Linked DNA regions of Sus scrofa: region 2 is linked to region 1. Evidence: chromatin contacts called from public HiChIP or PLAC-seq data. All regions are on one chromosome and are shown on one strand. Each heading gives the region's core, a stretch centred on a gene start, on an enhancer-like site or on the middle of the called end of the contact. The rest is flanking DNA. Distances are from core to core; before and after follow the strand shown. Region 1 has its middle 340 kb from the start of SPHKAP. Region 2 overlaps LOC106506390 (a long non-coding RNA gene).

Evidence for each region. HiChIP or PLAC-seq counts read pairs in DNA pulled down with a chosen protein or histone mark.
Region 2: a contact with region 1 is called in an H3K27ac HiChIP or PLAC-seq map of skeletal muscle, with 5 times the contacts expected there. The contact joins two enhancer-like sites. A contact is called at or near these places in 6 of 47 Hi-C or Micro-C datasets (alveolar macrophages, embryonic fibroblasts, liver and 3 more) and 1 of 2 datasets of contacts at active chromatin or transcription factors (skeletal muscle).

The regions. Positions count from the first base shown.
Region 1 is chr15:129,800,515-129,803,359 of Sscrofa11.1, reverse strand. No RefSeq gene overlaps it. Among named protein-coding and RNA genes, the nearest start is that of SPHKAP, 340 kb to the right of the region's middle. Within about 2 kb of position 1,484, at least 11 of the 83 cell types and tissues checked have an H3K27ac peak or open chromatin away from gene starts, as enhancers often do. A contact at or near this core is called in omental adipose tissue and skeletal muscle, where this site is marked.
Region 2 is chr15:129,973,422-129,976,384 of Sscrofa11.1, reverse strand. LOC106506390 (a long non-coding RNA gene) reads left to right here. Exons shown (of 6, transcript XR_002339119.1): 2 at 2,158-2,963. Among named protein-coding and RNA genes, the nearest start is that of PID1, 240 kb to the left of the region's middle. Within about 2 kb of position 1,579, at least 23 of the 83 cell types and tissues checked have an H3K27ac peak or open chromatin away from gene starts, as enhancers often do. A contact at or near this core is called in omental adipose tissue and skeletal muscle, where this site is marked.

The sequences.
Region 1 (2,845 bases), core at 235-2,734:
GCCACAATGAAAACTCTTGTGGCATGGGTTTGATCTGTGGCATGGGTTTGATCCATTGCCTGGGAACTTCTGCATGCTGCAGATGTGGCCAAAAAAAGAAAAAGGAAAAGAAAATCCTCCCCTGAGAATTCTAAAACCCTGACATGTCCATTGAGGTGGTTTGTCACAGAAGAGGGCAAATATATGTGATCCAGAAACAAAAAATACCAGAAATTTACATAAAATGGGATTCCTAGGCCTGTGGAAATACCGCTTGGCATTGGCAGAAGACAAGGCAAAATTATCTTGGGTCCATGCCACCAAAATAGAGCTCTGCTTAAGTTTGGTTCACTATCCAAAATTATAAAACAGGCAAAATTATAAAATTATTTTTAAAATTATAAAATTATAAAAATTATAAAACATGCAAAACTATAAAACAAGTCACCATAAGCGAGAGACAGCCCATGCAAAAAATTCGGAGTAGAACTCTGAGATTTTCTGATAAAATGATTGTCCAATAGAAACTGTAAAATAAATAGATTTTAAATTATTAGAGGTATAAAAGAAGATATTGAGAACACAAGAAAATGGCACCATGACAAAAAAATATTAATTTTTTAAAATGTATGTCTTAGAAATTAGAAGAAAACATAGGCATTTAAATTAAAATTTCAATGAACAGGTAAGAGTGTAGTTCAGATACAGCTGAAGAAAGAATTGGTGCAAAGGAAGAATTTGTACAGACAGTAGCTCTCAGTCTTGGCTGCATTTAGAATCTCCTGAAACTTAAAAAACAAACAAACAAACAAAAAACCCAAAAAACAAAACAGTGTACAGGCTATATTCATCAAAACTTCTGAACAGAGGACCTAGGCATCAATATTTTTTAAAGTTCTGCCTTAGAGACAGCATACAAGAAATTGGTTAATGCAAGCAGCATGATCCGGAGGCAATACACACACAACACACAAACTAGGTTTTAATTCTTTTAGTTCCTATTTTTTATTTGTTTATTTGTTGTTATTGTTGTTTGTTTTATGCCTGCACTGGTGGCAAATGGATGTTCCTGGGCCAGGGAATGAATCCAAACTGCAGCTGTGGCAACACTGGATCCTTTAACCCACTGCACAGGGCTGGGAATTGAACCCCCCCTCCACAGTGACCCAAGCCACTGCAGCAGATTCTTAACCCACTGCACAACAGTGGGAACTCCAAGTTCTGTATTGTTTTGATTGCCTTTTCTATGTCAGATACCAGATAAAAAGATAAGTGAGATGTAAAAACCAAGAATTGCAAGGTGCCTCTTTAAGCCCAGTTACCCCAAAAACTAAACCTACCAATCTGCTGCTTTTATAGAAAATTCTGTGGCAGCTGAAATGTAGCTGTGCCTAGGGAGAAGAGCTTTGCAAGAAAGGTCTGCTCAGAAATCTCAACTCATTGACATGTGCACGTGATATGTCGCTGTTTTCCCTAATACCTTCCTGCAGCTGCACTGCCCTGAACCTCCTTGGGTTCCCTTCCCCCACGATCTTCTCCCCACCCCACCCCTGCCCCAGGGGGGCGGTCTTGGCAGCGACTGAGTTTCCACCTGCACTGGGGCCAGCAGTCAGAAGCCCCGCGAGTGAGTCTTTGGGGTCTCATTTCCTGGAGGGAACAGCCCCACGTTCCCACTCAAGGGAAGGGACAACCTCCCAGGAACACCGAACTCAACCACTTTGTCCTGGGTCCCCTTGGGAACAGGTCTGGCGATGGAGGGAAAATGTAGGTGGGGGCTGGGGTTAGGGTCTGAACTGGAGTCTCGCAGAATCTGTGGGAAGGAAGATGAACCCAGCGAGGATGATTCCACGGATCCAGAAAGTGTCGTTTACTGCTTGAGGCCGTCCCCTTCTCCTGGGATCACCGGGTATGTCTCAGGTCACAAGGTGCGGTGCCTGACAGTGAGGCAAAAGATTCTTCCCTAGCCCAGCCTTAAAAGTAAATTAAAAATGGAACAAAATTAATAAGACTTTTTTTCTCTTGCTATATGTCTTTTCCACAATAATAACTCCTAGCACTTATTTTTTAAAAAAACATTGGACTTGATTGTTCCACTTTTTCAACAACCTTGTGAAATTCCTGAAATGCTGAGAAAGCCCCACATTTCAGAATTTTTATTCCTTGCAATGAATTTCACCATAAAGTTTAAAATGCTGTCTTTAAAAACAGCCATAGAGTGATATTAACAGCTCCCAATTCGCCAGTTTGCTGTAGTTTATGTTGGTTAATTTACGTTAAACACGATATAACAAAGTGCGTCTCAATATTTGCGGCAGAGCCCTGACGCCGAATGCCTACGATTTTCTGCGTTGTACTGCCCCCTAGTGGCTTATGTTTACTATGGCGGACCAGTGGGGAACAATTTGTCCTTTTAAATATTGCTGTTTTTTCAAAGGTCAGAGCTTCTCTGTGAAATCTAAAAAAGGCTACAAAAGGACTTGTTTGCAGATCAGAAACAGACTCACAGACTTTGAAAAACTTATGGTTACCAAAGGGGAGGGATGGACTGGGGAGTTGGGATTGGCATGTGCACGCTGTGGTATGTGGAACATCAGGCCAACAGGGCCCTGCTGTATGGCACAGAGAACTCTACGTGGGAAAATAATCTGAAAAAGAATGGATGTGTGTACATGTATAACTGAATCACTTGGTTGCACAGCGGAAAAGGGCATGACATTGTAAATCAAAAACACTTTACAAAATGAAAAATATAGTAAATAAATAAATGGTCAGAACAAAGGTCGATCCAGAAAGTAGTATGTATTTCATATCACACTCTTCATCTACCTCGACCAAAGGCTCAAAGTCTTTTAAAAATCGTGGTAGA
Region 2 (2,963 bases), core at 330-2,829, 170 kb before region 1:
TTTGATTTGTGTTTCCCTGATAGTCAATAATGTTGAGAATATTTTCATGTGGTTATTGGCCAATTGCTATATTTATAGAGAAATATCTATTGAGATTCTTTTCTCATTTTCAAATGGGATTTTCTTTCATTATTGAGCTGTAAAACTTCTTTATACATTCTTCATACAAGTCCCTTACCTTACCAGATGCGTAATGGGTAAGTATTTTCTCTTAGCATGAAGATTGTCTTTTCCCATTGGTAATGATGTATCAGAATAACAAAACTGTTTAATTTTGATGAGGTTTAAGTTATCTGTTTTTCCTGTTGTTGCTTGCTTTTTCTTTTGACATCAGAGCTAAGAAATCATTGTTCAAAGATTTACACCTAGGAAGAACTCCTATTCTTGATAGAAACATTAAAAATATATCTAAAACAATTCAGAGCTCCAGAAAACTGATACAGTAAACACACAAGTTGATAATCAATGTGGAGCCATCTTAACAGAAGGACAGCTGGTCACTTGGGACAGTTTCATATCCATAGGCCATATGACACTTTGGCCATTCCCTCTGTCACATCATTAGGCCAGATTGCAAAAACACATTAAAGATGTAAGTGCTTAATTATTTTGGGAACAACTTATCTCCTAAGGAATATAAGCCAGTTGGAAAACATGCTGAGCACAAAATTCATAAAGCAGGCATCTTGTGTGGTATTGCCCTGTGATTGGTTCATACTGAGAATCTTTATAACAGTATCTAACACTTACTGTATATTTTAAAGAACTCAATTAACTGATGAACAGCTGGATGCTCATTGAATCCTGTCCCTCTCTTAAAATCTTTTAGACTTCTGTAAAGTGATAACCTATTAATTCAAATTACCATCATTATATCTCATGGTGCTCTATAATACCTAGACCAAATGAGATACTTTGAATGAGAATCGAAATTAACTTTCTGGTTTTCAAGTACTGAAAACTTTTCTTCTTAGTTGTAAATGTATGCTTTTATACCCTAAAAGCCAAAAAAAAAAAAAAACCCCGATTTTTTTTTTTTTTACTATGAAAATGTTATTATAACATTCAAGAGACAACTAAGTAGTTCCTTATCTTACCGTCTGAATGGAATTGTTTCATTTTGAACCTTCTCTTCCACTCTTTGCTTCCCGCCTGTGGATCTTTGCTGGTTTATAACACATTATAACCACGTGGATCTTTACTCTTTATAGCCACATTGTGGGTATAACGAGTAAAACGTATTATTTCCTAACAGTATTTCAGGATATTGTCTTTCCAATACACTGGTACAAGGAGAGGCTGATACCCACATGTGCAAGAAGGTGACAGATTTGCTACCTGACTCTGCTCAAGGCTGCCATGTCCTATTTTTAGAGATAGATTCAAAGTGAGAGCTGTATCTATGACCCCATTTCCCCCCCTAAGTCGTTTGATCTTTACCCACCTTTAGGCTGCACTCCCTCTTCCTGCTGAATATCTGCGCTCTTACCCTTTCACAAACAGGGTAAGTTATGGCCGTATTCTTCCCTTGGGCTATGCAATTCGGCCCCTGGCCACCTCTCAGATTTCTTCCCACACTGCTTCCTCCCTAGCTGGCTCTGCTCCAGACACCTTAGCCAAGAGCTCTCTTTCCTCAGAGCTTTGCATTCGCTGTCCCTTCCACTGGGAACCCTCTGTTCCTGGATCTCGAGCATTTGGCTCCTTCTTAACGTCCACGTCTTAGCTAAACATCATCTCGGGGAGAACTTATCACCCGAATCGAAAGTCCCTCTCCCTCCTTCTCCCCCATGCCCCCATCCCATCACTGCCTTATTTTCTTCGCAGTGTTTATTATTGTCTAGGAGACTCTGTAATCAAAAATAAAAAATCTGATATTTTCATGGACTTATTTGTTTATTGTCCATTCTCTTTCCGCTGACAAATGAATATTTCACAAAGCGAGAATCTTGTCTTTCTTTTTCTCCGCTGTAAACTGGTACTTGTTACCACACTTGGCAGAGTAGGCCCTCCATAAATATTTACTGAATGAATAAATCGGTCAAAGGGTGTACGTAAGCAGAGCTTTTTATTTTTTTTTATGCTAGTATCCTTTCTTCCTTATCTCCCCTTCTGAACAGAGTGAGAGCAGATTATTTCTGTTTTTATGCTTTGTAATAGGTGTGAAAAAAAAAAAATATCCGAAAAGGAAAGCACTGGAAAATAGAAAGTGGATGGCAGGAAGTGAGGTTCACAAGCACCATAATATTTTTGAGGTGGAGCTCTGCGGCTACACGTGATGGAAAAGCATTCCCTGGAGACGCATTTTTCAACACCTTTAGTCAGGAAAAACTACAGTGTAACAACAGCGTTTGTTGTGGAGGCAAACAGGATTTGCCTCCACACTGCTTGTAGTATAATGTAATATTCTGTTTTAATATCAGTTGTGCATTCTCTGTCTGCTTTTGGGCCTAGAAACTTACCCAGTGATGACAAGGAAGAAGAAAGCATTATAGTACTTAGATGGTGAATGTGATGACAGAAATACACCAAGAAATGCACTAGCTGTGATGGGGTTTGAAAGAGGTTGAAGCAGTAGGAATAAAGCGGATGGCTCTTGTCTCTGAACTTTAGGTAGAGGGGCATTTTATCCTGAGGTTGGATCTCATGAACCATTGAACAGTCACTTCTATACCAATCTGAACCACAAACTGTGTCGTATATTGTGTCAACATCCTAGGTCAACCAGATCTCTCATAAAATCAGTTAAAAAATGGAAGAAAGTGGCCTGGCCAAATCCACTGAAAAGTAAAATCTTTTTTTGTTCAAGGAGCTGGTTTTCCTTCCATTCCCTGGGGACGGGAGTGACTGCCCTTTGCACAAAACAATCTTCTTGGCATTCACCACAGGAGTTCCTCCCAGCACTGAATATTATCCCCCTCTCATCCTGGAAACCTTTTCTGCTGCCCTATTCAGGCTCTTCACCA